Linked DNA regions of Mus musculus: regions 2, 3 and 4 are each linked to region 1. The links are chromatin contacts, called in public HiChIP or PLAC-seq and promoter capture Hi-C maps. All regions are on one chromosome and are shown on one strand. The core of a region is the stretch at or near the end of the contact, and the rest is flanking DNA. Distances in the headings are between cores, read along the strand shown. Region 1 holds the start of Ppp2r5c (protein phosphatase 2, regulatory subunit B', gamma). Region 2 overlaps Zfp839 (zinc finger protein 839). Region 3 overlaps Mok (MOK protein kinase). Region 4 overlaps Wdr20 (WD repeat domain 20).

Region 1 (3,487 bases), core at 395-2,894:
TCTTCAGGGCAGAATTTAACTCATTCTAATGAAGCTTTCGGGAAGAAGAGGCCGAACAGCCACAAATTAGAAATGTCTGTGGTAAAATCTCAACGATCCGGCTCTGGAGAGGGGAGACTTAAGGAGCAGCTTCCAGGTGCCCTGAAATTAAAGCCTGAGCCTCTTCGCTTGGGCACTCTAGTTCCAAGACAATGAGATACAAAACAAAGCCAAAAAAGGGGGGTCAAGGGGCCTGCCCTGAAAATCCCCCAAGGGCACAACTCTATTAAGGATCACAGATTCCACCAAATGACCCAAGGGATCATTCCAGATATTCTTGAAATAAGCCAAAGCCAGGAAGCAAGAAAAGTCAGGATTCACCAAAGAGGATGGAGGAGCTTGTGGGAAAGGAAATAGAAGACTGTTTAAAAAAAAAAAAAAAAGTACCCAAATTAGAGCCACCAAAACACATCCACACTTAGTTGAAAAGGACCAGACATCAGCAGAAGAGAAGCTTGCCCAGGACACCAGTTCGAGGCTGCAGCAAGGAAAGCAAGGACCGTGGAAGTCACTGAGAGAGCCAGAGACACAGAAAAGGAACGAGGGGGCAGACCCTAAAGCTAGAGACTCCATTTAAGACCAGTTCACTGGGAGGGCTTGAGCTCTGTTAGAAGCCACAAAACTGTTTTTAAAATGTCAGTTTCGCTGTGCACACTTTAATAAAAGAGTGGGGGGGGGGATAAGTAACTCATAAGAAAAGACTTCAGAAACACTTTGGTTTGTAGAGCCTCCGTGTTAGACCCTAGATTAAAGGCTGATCAAGAATAACAATGAGCTTGTCCAGAGGTTACCTCTGTTTCTGCTGTATCTTGTCCTTCTTTTGGACCTTTTCCACTTTTCACCGGTTTTGGTGGTTCCTGGGAATCATCACAAAACAAAAACAAAAAAACAAAAACAAACAACAACAAAAAACCATTAGTGTTCTCAATATTTGGACCGCTAAGCATCAGCTCAAATGCAGTTTCTAAATTGATACATATCACTGAGAGCTTCTGATGGCTTTAATATGTCAGCAGCAAACTACATCATATTGAGTATATTCACAATACCAGCAGCCTTCAAATTCCGTTTCTCTTCATGTCTGTGTTGGGGGGCGGGGGAGGGAGGTGAAAACTCCAGGTAGGGACACGTAACCCCAGCTCTCGGCCCATCCCTTTCTCCCCTCCCACCCTTAAACCTCACAAGTGAGGGTTTCTGGGGCGAGTCCGGAACGCTCCAGCACCCCAGCCCCCGCCACGCAGAGCACTGCACGGAGCATCAGCCGCCACCCAGAGCGACCGCGGCACCTCAGCGCCACCTCAGAGCCTGAGCGGCCTCCCCAGCTCCATGCAATCCTGCCAGCGCCCTGGGCCCGCCCGCGAGCCTGGACGACCTGCCGCCCCGCCCCTACCCGCCGACGCGGGGACCCCAGACCCGGTCCCGGAGCCCCCGGCCCCGACTCACTTTCTCCTTCTTGTTTTTATTCGGCATGGCTGGTGCGGGCCGCCGCCGCCGCCCCTGCCTCCGCCCGCCGCCACTGCCGCTGCAGCAGCAGAAGCGCCCCCGGCCCGGCCGTCGCGCCGCCCCGGCCGCCGCCGCCGCCGCTGCAGCCGCCGCCCGGGGACTGAGTCGCTCGTCCGCTCTCGCTTCCCCTTTTCCAGGCTCCCAGAGGCTGCGGCAGCCGCGGCGGCGGCGGCGGCGGCGGCAGCGGCGGCGGCGTCTCTCCGCCCCTCTCCCGGCAGGCCCCGCCCCCGCCCCAGGCCCCGCCCCGCGCCGGCCCCACGCTGCCCTCTCCCCGCCTCGCCGCCCTCAACGACGCCACGCCATTGGCCGACACGGCCCCACGTGCCCTAACGCTCCGCAGCGTCGCCCCGCCCACTGCGCGGCCTGTCCCCACCCCCTCGGTGCGGACCGGCTCGTGTGCCGGGCTGTGAAGGTTTTGGTGGAGCCATCAGGGAGGGAGCTACTGGGGAGAGGGAGGCGTGTGCGGACAACGGAGGTGATAAAGTCACGGCCGCTGAGCCGGGACGGGGAGGAGAGCAAAGGACAGTGAGGAGCGGGAATGCACATGTGAGATGTATGGCGACTATTCTGTAGCCTTCCAGGCACGAAAAACTCTACCCCATAAGCCTGGTAGCGGTGACGCTCGTGCAGTGCGGAGGAGACCCGGGACCGCGCGAGCGGCGGTTTCCTTGGGCCATTAGGCCCCGCCCACGAAGGCAATGCTGCTGGCTCCGGGGTACGCTCCGCCCACCGCACGCCTCAGAGGCGGGGCTCGCCTCAGCCCCGCCTATAGAGTCCACGCCTCTCCTTTCGTCCCCGCCCACGCGAGCAAAGGAACTCTCCCCAGAGCAGACTCTGCCCACGGCGGTCCAAGTGTAGACTGCCTAGTTCCCCTGTGGTCCTGCACGCCGAAATTTCTCTGTTCCAGACTCACCCGCAAGGCAACCGGCTTCCCCAATGTAGGCACCGCCCACCTTACGTCTTAGGGATTGGATCCACCTAGGCCGAGCCCATCAGCTGCTCACTCTGAGACTCTACCTGCACACTGCCACCCATCGCCCCGGCCCACCAGGGAGGTAGTCAGATCAGTGTAGGCTTTTTTTCCGAGCCCATTACGTCTGAGCAGCCCTGCGTCTTTGTTATTCTTTAATTACCAGTGGTCGTTAGCCTGTGAGAAAACTGCATGAAGACCAGGGATCACTTGATTCTCTCACTTCTCTAGTAGCTCTTTATGAGGGAAGAAGCTAATTCGCTACTTATACAGTCCTGTTTTTGGAGTTGTCAGTGTCTGACATCCTATGCTAAGGGGGAGCACTCAGAAGGAAGACTGTAGGAGTGAACTGTTTCGAGTGCAGGAGACTTCAGGCGCTCACTCATGATTTAGGAGGTGCCTTCGTCATAAGCTTTGAGCCTGCTAGACAAACGCTGGAGACTTCAGCTACGTACCCAGGCCAAGGCACTGAAAAATCGATGTATCTTAACCCTTGGTTTTTGTTTGTTTTTGTTTTAACTCTTGTAAATGCCAAGCAAAGCATTTTTGGTTGTTCTCACCCAAGCTCTGTGGGGGTTAAAAAAAGAGAGATTTATCAAAACCCAGAGGTGCTGTAGGAGGTTCTGAGAGTAAGTTGTGTCTGCTGGTGTCTGAATGTTCACCAAAATAAAACTAATCTGCAGATAATCGTGACAGACTGGAATGGGTATTTTTACAGAATGGGTATATGACAGAATCTTAAGTGGATTAATACTTTCCTTGAAACAAATAATTAAAAAAAATACCACGAGTTACTTTGAAATTTTAAAATTAGGCGCTATCAATGTAGTAAGCATGGTACAAATTTAAATCAGGAAAGAGTAAGTAGATCTGAAGTTACTGCGTTTTGGCCATGGAACAAGGAGGAGTCTGGGCTTTCAAGGAAATACGCTGATTTCATGAAATACGCCGGTATCATGGCATGACCCAGGATTG
Region 2 (3,487 bases), core at 656-3,155, 420 kb before region 1:
GTAAGCGAGGAGCTGGGCTCCAAACTGAGCTGGGGGTGCCCTGTTCCCAGAAGATCTGCGGCAGAGCTGCATACAAATTCTAAGCTGCATGGGCGTGCGTGGCCCTGGTAAGTCTTTACAAAGGCATATGAATATTGTCCATACGGTATGTATGTTCAAAGTACCTAACAGACAGGAGTTGATTACAACCAGAACTAAAGCCAGAATGTCTTCCTTTCAAGTGTTACGTCTCCCATGTTGAATGCAGCTAAGTCTCGGATAGATACTAAGCCACAGTGCATGATAGATACTAAGCCACAGTGCATGTGTCCTTGGGACCTAACTCTGCCCAGCCTCTCAGACAGCCTGGGTCTGCTACCGGGAGACACCTATAAAGTGACGTTTAATAAGGGACTCTAGGAGACCCCCAAAGGCCTCATGATTCATGGGGCAAGAACATGGAACGAGAGTGTGTTGGGGGGCTAGGACAGACTTAAGACACTGGGGCTGGAGGGGTAGCTCAGTGGTTACAAGCACTGGCTGTTCTGTTAGAGGGCCTGGGTTCAATCTCTAGCACCCACATGACAGCTCACACCTGTGTGTAGCCCCAGTTCCAGGAGATGTGACCCTCAGACATACATGCTGGCAAAATACTAATGGACATAAAATAAACATAAATCATTTTTTTAAAAGAAAACAATACAACAATAACAAAAACCAAGAGACCAGAGAGTTATCTCATTGGGCCAAAGGGCACCCAACCCCTAAAAGGGATGGTTCTTGGTATATCTGTGCCTGCTAGTAGGATCTCTAAGCATGGGACGACCCACAAAATATGTGACTTACCCTTGCTAGTGGCTAGAGCAGGTGAGGGCCCAGGCTCCTGCTGGCATCCATTGGCAGAGGGAGGATACCCAGGGACATCTGTGGGCAAAGCCACTGTTCGGGGCTTTTTCACTGTGGCCTACGGAGAAAAGACTCCTTTATCTGAGACCAAAAGAACAGGCAGACCTACACCTTCCTGGAGAGGCCTAGAGGGGTGAGCTGTGAACTGACAAGGCCAAGTCATACACACAGACGACACCCACACGGATGACAACCACAAGGACAACAACCACACAGACGACACCCACACAGACAACAACCACATAGACGACGTCCACACAGATGACGCACACACAGATGACACCCACAGATGACACCCACACAGACGACACCCACACAGACAACAACCACACAGACGACGTCCACACAGATGACACGCACACAGACGACATGCACACAGACGGTCCACACCACTCACCAGCTTCCCCAGCTCCCTCGCCCTCTTCCGTACACAGCCCTTCTCCAGCCTCCCCTCCGTCTCCTGACTAGAGCACGTAGGTGTCTCTTTCCTCCTCAGGAACTCTGTGATCCCTAATGACCTGGCAACCTGAAGGGAAACAGTAGAAATAGCTTTGCTAGGGGCAGAGTGTGCCAAGTGGGTCAATCCCTATGCGCATGCCTGAGTAGAAATGCACTGTTTTGTGAGCGAGCAGTGAGCAGGGCTTAACAGGAAGAGGAGAGCTCTGGAGTCCCAGGGCCACTAAGGTGCAGCCCGTGATGGCTGAAGCTGGCCGGTCTGTGGGCAGGAGTGGAGCTGAGCCTCTCCTCAGAGCCGTCACTGCTTCCAATGTCAGCTTAACCAAGAGCCCTTCCTGCCACTTGTTCCTCTTCTTTCTAGAAAAAGATCTTGTCCATGCTAAAAACAGTCTCCTTTCTTGTGCTCCCTCATCTGGCTCCTTGAGCCTCAGCTGTCTGAAAAGATTTCTGTGAAGCTTAGAGAATGCTGAGAGAGCCAGAAAGAAAGAGACGAGACCCAGGGGCAGGCACAGGGAGGTCAGGGTTGGTGAGGGCCTGCTGTGCACACAATGGGGCCAGAGCTGAGGTCCAAAACAAGACAAACCACCTTTGCCCCAGACTTATGCTTTGAAAAGAGCTCACCGTAGCCACAGGCAGCTGGGTGATGCATTCAGAAGCGGTCAGAACATAAGGAGCACAACATAGCCCTCCCCCCCCCCCCCCCCCGGCCTTGTGTACCACACAGAAACCCGGCCTCCGGCAGGCAGGGACTGCTAGGTGAAAGCACTGGCTGCTCTGCCAGAGGCGCTGGCTTCTGTTCGCAGCACCCACATGGCGTCTCATACCCACCTAACTCTAGTCTCAAGGGACCCAACGTCCTATTCTGGGACCAGGTACAGACATTCATGTAGGCAAGACACTCAAACACATAAAATAAATAAAATAAAATAAAATAAAATAAAATAAAATAAAATAAAATAAAATAAAATAAAACAAAATCTAACAACATTTTTTAAAAAAGAAAACAAAATTAACCCTGAACACTAGCATTCAGGGGACTGTGGTGTTACGGTGTGAGCCCTGTGTGCAGGGGACTGTGGTGTAAGCCCTGTGCGCAGGGGACTGTGGTGCTCACAACTGTCTTTGAGCCATTCCAATTTTCTGTTTCTGGAACAAGGTTCACCACCCTTCTATTAATGAAACAAAACCTTCCCTCGACAGGACAAGGTTCCAGTGGCTAAAATGAAGGCGTCTCACCAGCACCCCCTCCCTCAATGACTGCTTCCTCCAGCTAAGAGCAAATGCCTTGCCCCTTGTGACATCACCTCATCGTTGCTGATCTCCAGGGGCTCCTGAGGGTATGCACCAGCGCTGCTGAGGTAATCCTGACACATTCTCTTCATCATGTCATATAACTCTTCAAACTCCTTGTACACAGCAGGAAAGAAAGGCTTCGCCCTGGGACTTTTCTCTACCTTTGTGACAGGAAGGATGAGCAGAGTTTAAATGCAAGGCAATGACACAGAAAACAGAAAACAAACTTGAAAGACAGAGCAAGCAAAGGTCCTCAACTTCAGAACCAGTCAGTGGCCAGCGCTGTCTTAGCTTCCTAGTGGTACCATGTAGACCATATACCACGCCTAACTCTGAGAGGCCAGTCAGGGGTAGGGTGCCAGAAAAAAAAAGCCTTAGGGTGAAGGCCACAAACCCTGGGACTAGCATGACCCCACAGGGAACATAAAATTGGCAAAAAGGCACCTTCAGCACCTAAGGGGCATATCCACACCTCCTAAGGGGCCTATCCACACCTCCTACAGGGCATATCCACACCTCCTAAGGGGCATATCCATACCTCCTAAGGGGCATATCCACACCTTCTACAGGGCATATCCACACCTCCTAAAGGGCATATCCACACCTTCTAAGAGGCATATCCACACCTCCTACAGGGCATATCCACACCTCCTAAAGGGCATATCCACACCTCCTAAGGGGCATATCCACACCTCCTAAGGGGCATATCCACACCTCCTAAAGCCACCATGGTTTCCCACGGTCCGGCTGCTGCTTATACAATTTAAAGTAGTCGAAGGAGTGACAGTGGCTTACACCCACACAGAGAGTTTCTAGGTGCTACAGCTCCCTTCAGCTCTGATCTAGTGAAGAA
Region 3 (3,487 bases), core at 289-2,788, 380 kb before region 1:
CCTGCCACTAACCAAGGGCAGCTGGTCTTCTAAATGGCGTGTGTTCACGGTGCTGCTCTCAGGCTGGTTGGGCTTCTGGATGCTGCTGGTAGTTCTAGTCGCTCTCCCTCCCTCTCTCCTCTCTTCCCCTCTCCTCCTCTCCCTTCTCCCTCTCTCCCTCTCACTTCTACCCCCATTCTTCTCCCCCCTCCCCCTTCCCCCTCTCCAATGTTCCCTCTCTTAGTTTTTTTCAAGACAGGGTTTCTCTGGAACTGGCTCTGTAGACCAGGCTGGTCTTGAACTCACAGAGATCCTCCTGCCTCTGCCTCCCGAGCACTAGCTGCTGGGATTAAAGGCCTGTGCCACACACTTTGTCCTGGCAAGTTGCTTCTGAACTCTGAGGGATACGGATTTACAGTGAGAAGCCCTTTTCTGTAAATGCCTAATAGGGGGTTGTGGCTTTAACTTGAATGTTGAGTGTTTTTCACAAGCCCAGGGCTCTTTTGTCTGCACTGAATCTAAGTTGTTGCCAGCCATAGCCAGCATTCCAGATGTTAGAGTCAGGATAGAACAGCTGGCAGCATGTATAAGGCATTTATGACTGGAATACATAGCATGACACAGAGTTAGTAACACACGTAGGCAGGTGTCTTAGAGTTGATGATGTGCAGGCTGCTGCTGTAGCTGACCAGTTGGGCTGGTCACACTACCCAGGTGCCCTTCTTCTTCTTCTTCTTCTTCTTCTTTTTTTTTTTTATTGATTTATTTTTTGTATTTGAGTGCTGTAGCTGCATGTATACCTGTGTGCCAGAAGAAGGCATCAGATCGTATCATAGATGGTTGTGAGCCACCATGTGTTGCTGGGTATTGAATTTAGGACCTCTGAAAGAGCAGCCAGTGATTCCAACTTCTGAGCCATCACTCTAGCCCTCAGGTGCTGGCTGTTTTTTGTTTTGTTTTGTTTTGGTTTGGTTTTTGGTTTTTCGAGACAGGGTTTCTCTGTATAACCCTGGCTGTCCTGGAACTTACTTTGTAGACCAGGCTGGCCTTGAACTCAGAAATCCACCTGCCTCTGCCTCCCGAGTGCTGGGATTAAAGGTGTGCGCCACCACTGCCCAGCTCAGGTGCTGCTTTTAATATTTATAGAAATGTATTAATTACCCAGTGTCCCCCACTCCAAGGCCTGATGTTCATATCTCACTTTAAGAATGAGGAAATCAGGGGCTGGAGAGATGGTTCAGCGGTTAAGAGCACTGACTGTACTTCCAAAGGTCCTGAGTTCAAATCCCAACAACCACATGGTGGCTCACAACCATCTGTAATCTGATCTGATGTCCTCTTCTGGTGTGTCTGAAGACAGCTACAGTGTACTTACGAATAATAAATAAAAAAAAAAAGAATGAGGAAATCAAAGTCCAGAAAAAGAAGCAACTTGCCTAAGGCTATCCACCTTAAGTGGTAGAAGTCCTTGGAGCTAAGCCCGGCTCCAGAGTCCGAGTCCCCAAGCATGTCCAGGCACTGGCCCTGTCTGTGTCCTCTCCACAGATGGGCTAAGCAAGGACTGAAGGAGAGGTAGTAATCCAGGGTAAAGCTCTTCAGAGAGGCCAGAGCCGCACATCAGTGATCACTCAGGTCTGTGACTCCTTCACTGTGCCCCTGGCGTGACCAGGGCTTTCCGTGAGTGCCTCTCCAGACTGTTGCTTCTCATGATAATGATGCAGACTTCCTAAGAGTTCTCGGTCACTAAAGCTTTCGCTTCAGATAGAGGTCACATGACTTGAATAACTGCTTCCTCTGTCCAGTAGAGCACATAGTAGCCCTGTCACACACAAAAGAACAACCACGGAGCTGAGGGCCACATCATGCTGGCTTTGGTGAGTAGCCACTCACATGTACCATGTGTGAGGTCTGGGGTGGGCACGAATCTGAGAAGGTGGAGACTCGGCATCGTAGGTGTGGTTTTTGACATTCAAGATGCATGTAGTCTATTACAGAAATAGCTAGAAGAAGGGGTCCTGTGGCTGTTTTTCCTTTGTCCAGCAGGTGCCAGGGAAGGCAGGGCTGATGGGAACTGGAGACTCTAGGCTTCCCTGGAAGGTCCTGCCTCGGCCGTTGCAGAGGTGGTAATTCAGAGGATACAGGATGGCCCTGGGTGGAGAGGCAGCCTCTGGGAGGAGGCAGGCAGGTCTCTGGGAAGCAGAACCAAGGATGCTGCTTGCTGAGGCTGCACCCCTGGCTGCACAGTTGTTGCTCCTCACCTGTCCCCTCCCTCCTTTTGAATGCTTAGTGTCCTAAACCCTGAGACCCTCTAGTGGCAACAGCCTGTGTTTACCTCATTTCAAGAGGAAGAGGCTGGCTCAGAAGACCATTTAGAAGACAAGCTGCCCTTGGTTAGTGGCAGGGCTGTGCCACTTTAGGGTTGTAGCTTTCAGGGGCTCTGTGGGTGAATCGGGCATCCTAAAAGCAGTCCATGATATTGGGAGAATGAAACAAGGTAAGAGAAACCAACCAGAGTCGGCTTGACTGAGGTCATATTGCATCCATCGTTCCCCCGCGTAGCCGGTGTGTTGTGACTCACCAGCATGAAGCAGAGCTGTAGTGCACAAGCTGCTGTACCAAGTGAGCGACACTTCATCAGGTGGCCCCTGAGGACCAACAAGGATAGCACCAGTTCAGATCCAGTATTTAGCACATTTAATCCTACCTTGATTAAGAGGATCCTTTAGTTTCCCTGTACGCATGTATGAAGGAAAACTGTTGGCTAGGTTTTTTTATTGAACACTTCTTTTGTGCTGGGTAGTGGTGTCTCATACCTTGATCCCAGCACTCAGAAGGCAGAGGCAGGTAGATCTCTGTGAGCTTGAGGCCAGACTGGTCTACAGAGCAAGTTCTAGGACAGCCAAGGCTACACAGAGAAACCTTGTATCAACCCCCTCCCCCCACACACACATACACATACACAACACAACTACTTTGCATTTTAAATTATTTTTTCTTCTCTGTGTGTGTACACATGAGCCATGTGTATGCACGTTGGTCAGAAGAGGGCATCTGATCCCCTGGAGTGGAACTGAAGTTTCGGATTGTTGGGAGCACCTGACGGCGTGCTGGGACTTGAACTCCGGTCTCTGCAAGAGTGGTATCTAAGTTAACCACTGCACCAGTCTCCAGCTCCCCTGGCTGTCTTGGTTATACAGCATTCCTAGTAGTTTCCTTCTGAATGTCCGACTCAGAATGACTGACAGCTTTGTTTCCCTGACTGTCAGGTTCTGCCATTCAGCATGTGTGTGAGACAACACTTGTCACTGGAGTGTTTCTTTCTGAAACGATGACACCATCCTACTAGGGGTTTTGTGGGTTTTATGGACCTGTATTAAATGATACATAATGATGGCTTTCATCTGGCATTTTCATCCATGTCTATGATACGCTTTGATCTTATCTGCCCTCTCTACCATCTTTGTCCCTCTCCTGCTAATCCCACTCCTGTTCCCCACTAACCCTCTCC
Region 4 (3,487 bases), core at 286-2,785, 300 kb before region 1:
GCAGAGGGCAACAGGACCTGCAGAAGGAACTGGCAAAACAGCTCTCTATCAAGAAAGAAGATCTACAGCTGAAGATGAGTGAGGCAGATCTTGGCTGAAGCATATGTCAGTTTAAGTTTTAATTGCCCTAACTGATTTGTGCTCTCACAGAAATACCCACTAGGTTCATTTACTGTAATAGATAATTTTCCTAGGGGAAAAAGGGATAAAACAAAGTATTTCAGGAACAAAAAGGAAATATGATTTCACATGCAGCTAAGAAACAGAATTGAGAAAGGAATTAAGACTAAGGCACTGAGGAAACAACTAAAACCTAGGCTAAAGACAAGAAGCCAGAGAGACATGGGCCAGAAAGCTCAAAAGTCAGGACAGGGTGGGCAAGATGAATGGATAGGTTAAAGTGCTTGCTGCACAGGCTTGAGGTCCTGAGTGCTATCCCTGACGTGAAACCCACAGGGCAGAAAAGAGAGAAGCAACTGCTTAAAGCTACCCTCGGACCTCCATATGCACACCACTGCATGCTTGCCCCATGCACATGCACAACCACTAATACAAATAAAGTCAGAATTTAAAGTGCTAATTCAAACCAAGGTGAAACACACCTATAATCCCATGACACAGGTGGCTGAGGCAGGCAAGAGGACAGAGAGTTCAGGGACAGCTTGGAATACATACAAGGTTCAAGGCTAGCCCAAGGTATATATAGCAAGCGCCTGGCTTAAAAGTAATAAATACAGGTAAGGCACACAGGTAAGACTGCTCAACAGCTAAGGGCTGTTAACATTTATGGCCTAGCCTAATGGCCTGAGTGGATCCCCAGGATCCACCTGGTGGGAAGAAAGTATCAACTCTCACAAACTGTTCTCTAACAAGCATGCATGCTGTGACATGCCCATGTCCCACCAAACACAAACTAAAATAAATAAAAATGTAAAATTAATAATAAGCTAACAATGGCACCAAACGCTGCTGAGAAGCTGAGTGGATCCAGTGGGTTTGATGGCAACAAGCTGAACAACCAGGGCCATGTTGAGTTTGACCCTGAGAGCCAAAGTCAACTAGAGTCAACAGGTAATGGGTTATGAAAATACACTGAAGCTAAAATATCCCAGCTGATGGTAAGCCCCTGAGCATCACTGTAACAGTGTCAGAGGCAGCCTGGGACCACAGGAGCTACAGAACCAAGCAGCCACTGTGCTTGACAGCCAGGAAGTAAGAATGAAACCACAGAGGTTGGCTGAGACAAAGCCGTTTATAACAAGCAGAGGCAACCAAGAAATCAGAGCAGACCCAAGAGAAAGAAAAGTGAGCCGCAGTGGTGGTCACGCCTTTAATCCCAGCACTTGGAAGACAGAGGCAGGTGAGCGCATCTGAGTTCCAGGACAGACAGAGCTACACAGAGAAACCCAGTCTCAAAAAAACAAAAAGAAAAGAAAAGGAAGTCGGGTTCTAAGTGGCCATCAAGAGGGTGACAGGACTGAGCTTCGGGCTCTGAGCAGCTGCTCCACCTGCCCTCAGCTCACGGAAACGCTGTTGGGCACATCAAGGGAAGCCCTGAGGTCAACAGCTACTACTTTTAGTTAGGTGGGATGCTACTGCCTTCACTCTTGCTCGCTGCATGCACACCTAGGTCACAATCTGAGGCGGGCAACAAAAGCAGCTGTATAGCTCCTATCACTAACAGGAAAGAGGTATTCTTTCTGGAAGGTCAAGTATGGACTTCTCCACCTCCTATTCCCACCCCCATCTCCCACCCCCAAGACTCCAGGATAAGGAACTCAAAGTGACAAATCGAGCTTCAGGCATTCAGAACACTAAATTTCTCCTGGGTTAGCCCAGAAGACCTTGAATGTTCTCCTGGGTTAGCCAAGAAGCCAGGCCGCTGACTAATTTCTGAAAGTTTCTCAACCCGTACAAAAGGGGCTAGCAAGCCCACCTGCACCAATGACAGGTAACACAGCACTTACAGCTAGTGAAAAGAGTAGAAAGACTACCTGACTCATTCAAGAGGGTCCTTAGGGACTATAAACCAACTCTTTTCTTTCTTTCCGTCTCTATTTATTGAGACAGAGTCTCTCTGTACCCGTCTGGTCTCAAATGCACAGCAATCACCCTGCCTGTACTTCCTCAGTGCTAGAATTAAAGGTGTGAGTGAGCCTCCAGAATTGTCTCAAATCTGAGGCCAGCCTGGAGTACATACTGAGATCCTGTCTCAAAGTACATAGATAGGAAAGTAAATAAAATTTAACAATAAAAGTCAAGACAACGGGCTGGTGAGATGGCTCAGTGGGTAAGAGCACCCAACCGCTCTTCCGAAGGTCCAGAGTTCAAATCCCAGCAACCACATGGTGGCTCACAACCATCCGTAACGAGATCTGACTCCCTCCTCTGGAGTGTCTGAAGACAGCTACAGTGTACTTACATATAATCAATAAATAAATCTTTAAAAAAAAAAAGTCAAGACAACATGTTTACTATGTACTAACAGTGTAATGGATATGGACAAATAAAGTATGGTTTCTGCCCTTAAGATCAGCCTTAAGGGGACAAGGCAAAAACAAAACCGGGAGGACTGTGTGAAGAGGGAGAGGAGTACAGGGGTTGGCCTGCAGAGCAGACAGGACCAAGTGTGCCCGACCCAGGGCGCTGCACTCACCACAGACCCTCAGTGGAGCTCAAGCCTCTCCCAGTTGCCTCATCAGTATCTAGGTGCAGACCGTTGTCCTATGTGGCATGGCATTTCCCAGTTCCAGAGCCATCTCCAGAGCAATGAGGGTAGTAGATAACCTAAAGGAGTGGCTAAGGAAGACTGGAATAATGTGCATTTCTAGTGGCATCAGAAACGGGTTAGTGATCCAAGTTGGGACAGTAAATACAAGAGGCTTCTGAGAAGTAACCTCGTTCTTCGGAGAAACTGAGTGCTGGTCTCCCTCTAGCCCATGGGGTGCAGAGAGCCTCGCACCCCTCCACCAAGTGCCCACAGCAGCGTGGCTGGCAGGCTAATGGAAAGCAGAGCCAAGTGAATCTTATCAAACCCTGTCCATTTTCTCAATATAATCCAATCCATCCTGAGCCTGGGCTCCCTGTTACTTATTACATGACACTGGGTGCTCAGCTCATAAACCACCAACCAATCAGCTCAGCAACTCACTTTTTGTAGCACACTTCAATTTTCAACTTTTACTTCCAAGAGAGTCCAAAATTTCATCACTATTAAAATATAAGTCATTTCCCTCTTATATAAACCTTGGAGAACTGCAGCTAGATAAACTGGTTAACTGTGGCTCAAAACTCTACAAAAACAGGGACTGTAAAAATGGTTCAGTTACAACCTGGTCTACAGAGAAGTTCCAGGACAGCCAGGGCCACGAGAGAAACCCTGTCTCAAGCAAGCAAGCAAGCAAGCAAGGCTCAGTGCTTCCGAGCTCACCCGGTCAGTATGCACAGCTGCTCACTATGCAAGCAGTTCAGACACCCAGCACTTAGG

Evidence for each region. Promoter capture Hi-C pulls out the DNA fragments that hold promoters and counts their contacts. HiChIP or PLAC-seq counts read pairs in DNA pulled down with a chosen protein or histone mark.
Region 2: a promoter capture Hi-C map of liver shows a contact between it and region 1, with 2.8 times the contacts expected there. The contact joins the enhancer-like site here to the promoter of Ppp2r5c in region 1. A contact is called at or near these places in 6 of 39 promoter capture datasets (the HPC-7 cell line, cranial neural crest, erythroid cells and 2 more), 5 of 484 Hi-C or Micro-C datasets (the HPC-7 cell line, LSK cells, cerebellum and 2 more), 17 of 115 datasets of contacts at active chromatin or transcription factors (T-cell acute lymphoblastic leukemia, bone marrow-derived macrophages, craniofacial prominence and 13 more) and 1 of 9 other capture datasets (adipose tissue).
Region 3: a contact with region 1 is called in an H3K4me3 HiChIP or PLAC-seq map of bone marrow-derived macrophages, with 4 times the contacts expected there. The contact joins the enhancer-like site here to the promoter of Ppp2r5c in region 1. A contact is called at or near these places in 14 of 39 promoter capture datasets (the C10 cell line, the HPC-7 cell line, cranial neural crest and 9 more), 1 of 15 datasets of contacts at CTCF or cohesin (large pre-B cells), 17 of 484 Hi-C or Micro-C datasets (CD8 T cells, the MC38 cell line, T follicular helper cells and 13 more), 23 of 115 datasets of contacts at active chromatin or transcription factors (T-cell acute lymphoblastic leukemia, acute myeloid leukemia, bone marrow-derived macrophages and 13 more) and 2 of 9 other capture datasets (embryonic stem cells and liver).
Region 4: a contact with region 1 is called in an H3K27ac HiChIP or PLAC-seq map of regulatory T cells, with 4 times the contacts expected there. The contact joins the enhancer-like site here to the promoter of Ppp2r5c in region 1. A contact is called at or near these places in 6 of 39 promoter capture datasets (the C10 cell line, the HPC-7 cell line, HPC-7-derived erythroid cells and 3 more), 3 of 484 Hi-C or Micro-C datasets (CD4 T cells, LSK cells and nephron progenitors), 5 of 115 datasets of contacts at active chromatin or transcription factors (embryonic forebrain, embryonic midbrain, embryonic stem cells and 2 more) and 3 of 9 other capture datasets (adipose tissue, embryonic stem cells and liver).

What each region holds. Positions count from the first base shown.
Region 1 is chr12:110,445,381-110,448,867 of GRCm38.p6, reverse strand. Ppp2r5c (protein phosphatase 2, regulatory subunit B', gamma) reads right to left here and starts at 1,644. Exons shown (of 16, transcript NM_001373949.1): 1 at 1,483-1,644; 2 at 831-896. The coding sequence starts at 1,509.
Region 2 is chr12:110,864,164-110,867,650 of GRCm38.p6, reverse strand. Zfp839 (zinc finger protein 839) reads right to left here. Exons shown (of 7, transcript NM_001199785.1): 4 at 2,646-2,795; 5 at 1,283-1,411; 6 at 826-943. Among named protein-coding and RNA genes, the nearest start is that of Zfp839, 16 kb to the right of the region's middle. Within about 2 kb of position 1,905, at least 25 of the 459 cell types and tissues checked have an H3K27ac peak or open chromatin away from gene starts, as enhancers often do. A contact at or near this core is called in liver and microglia, where this site is marked.
Region 3 is chr12:110,820,787-110,824,273 of GRCm38.p6, reverse strand. The region is part of intron 4 of Mok (MOK protein kinase); the gene reads left to right. Among named protein-coding and RNA genes, the nearest start is that of Mok, 18 kb to the left of the region's middle. Within about 2 kb of position 1,538, at least 6 of the 459 cell types and tissues checked have an H3K27ac peak or open chromatin away from gene starts, as enhancers often do. A contact at or near this core is called in acute myeloid leukemia and bone marrow-derived macrophages, where this site is marked.
Region 4 is chr12:110,748,974-110,752,460 of GRCm38.p6, reverse strand. The region is part of intron 1 of Wdr20 (WD repeat domain 20); the gene reads right to left. Among named protein-coding and RNA genes, the nearest start is that of Wdr20, 13 kb to the right of the region's middle. Within about 2 kb of position 1,535, at least 26 of the 459 cell types and tissues checked have an H3K27ac peak or open chromatin away from gene starts, as enhancers often do. A contact at or near this core is called in the HPC-7 cell line and regulatory T cells, where this site is marked.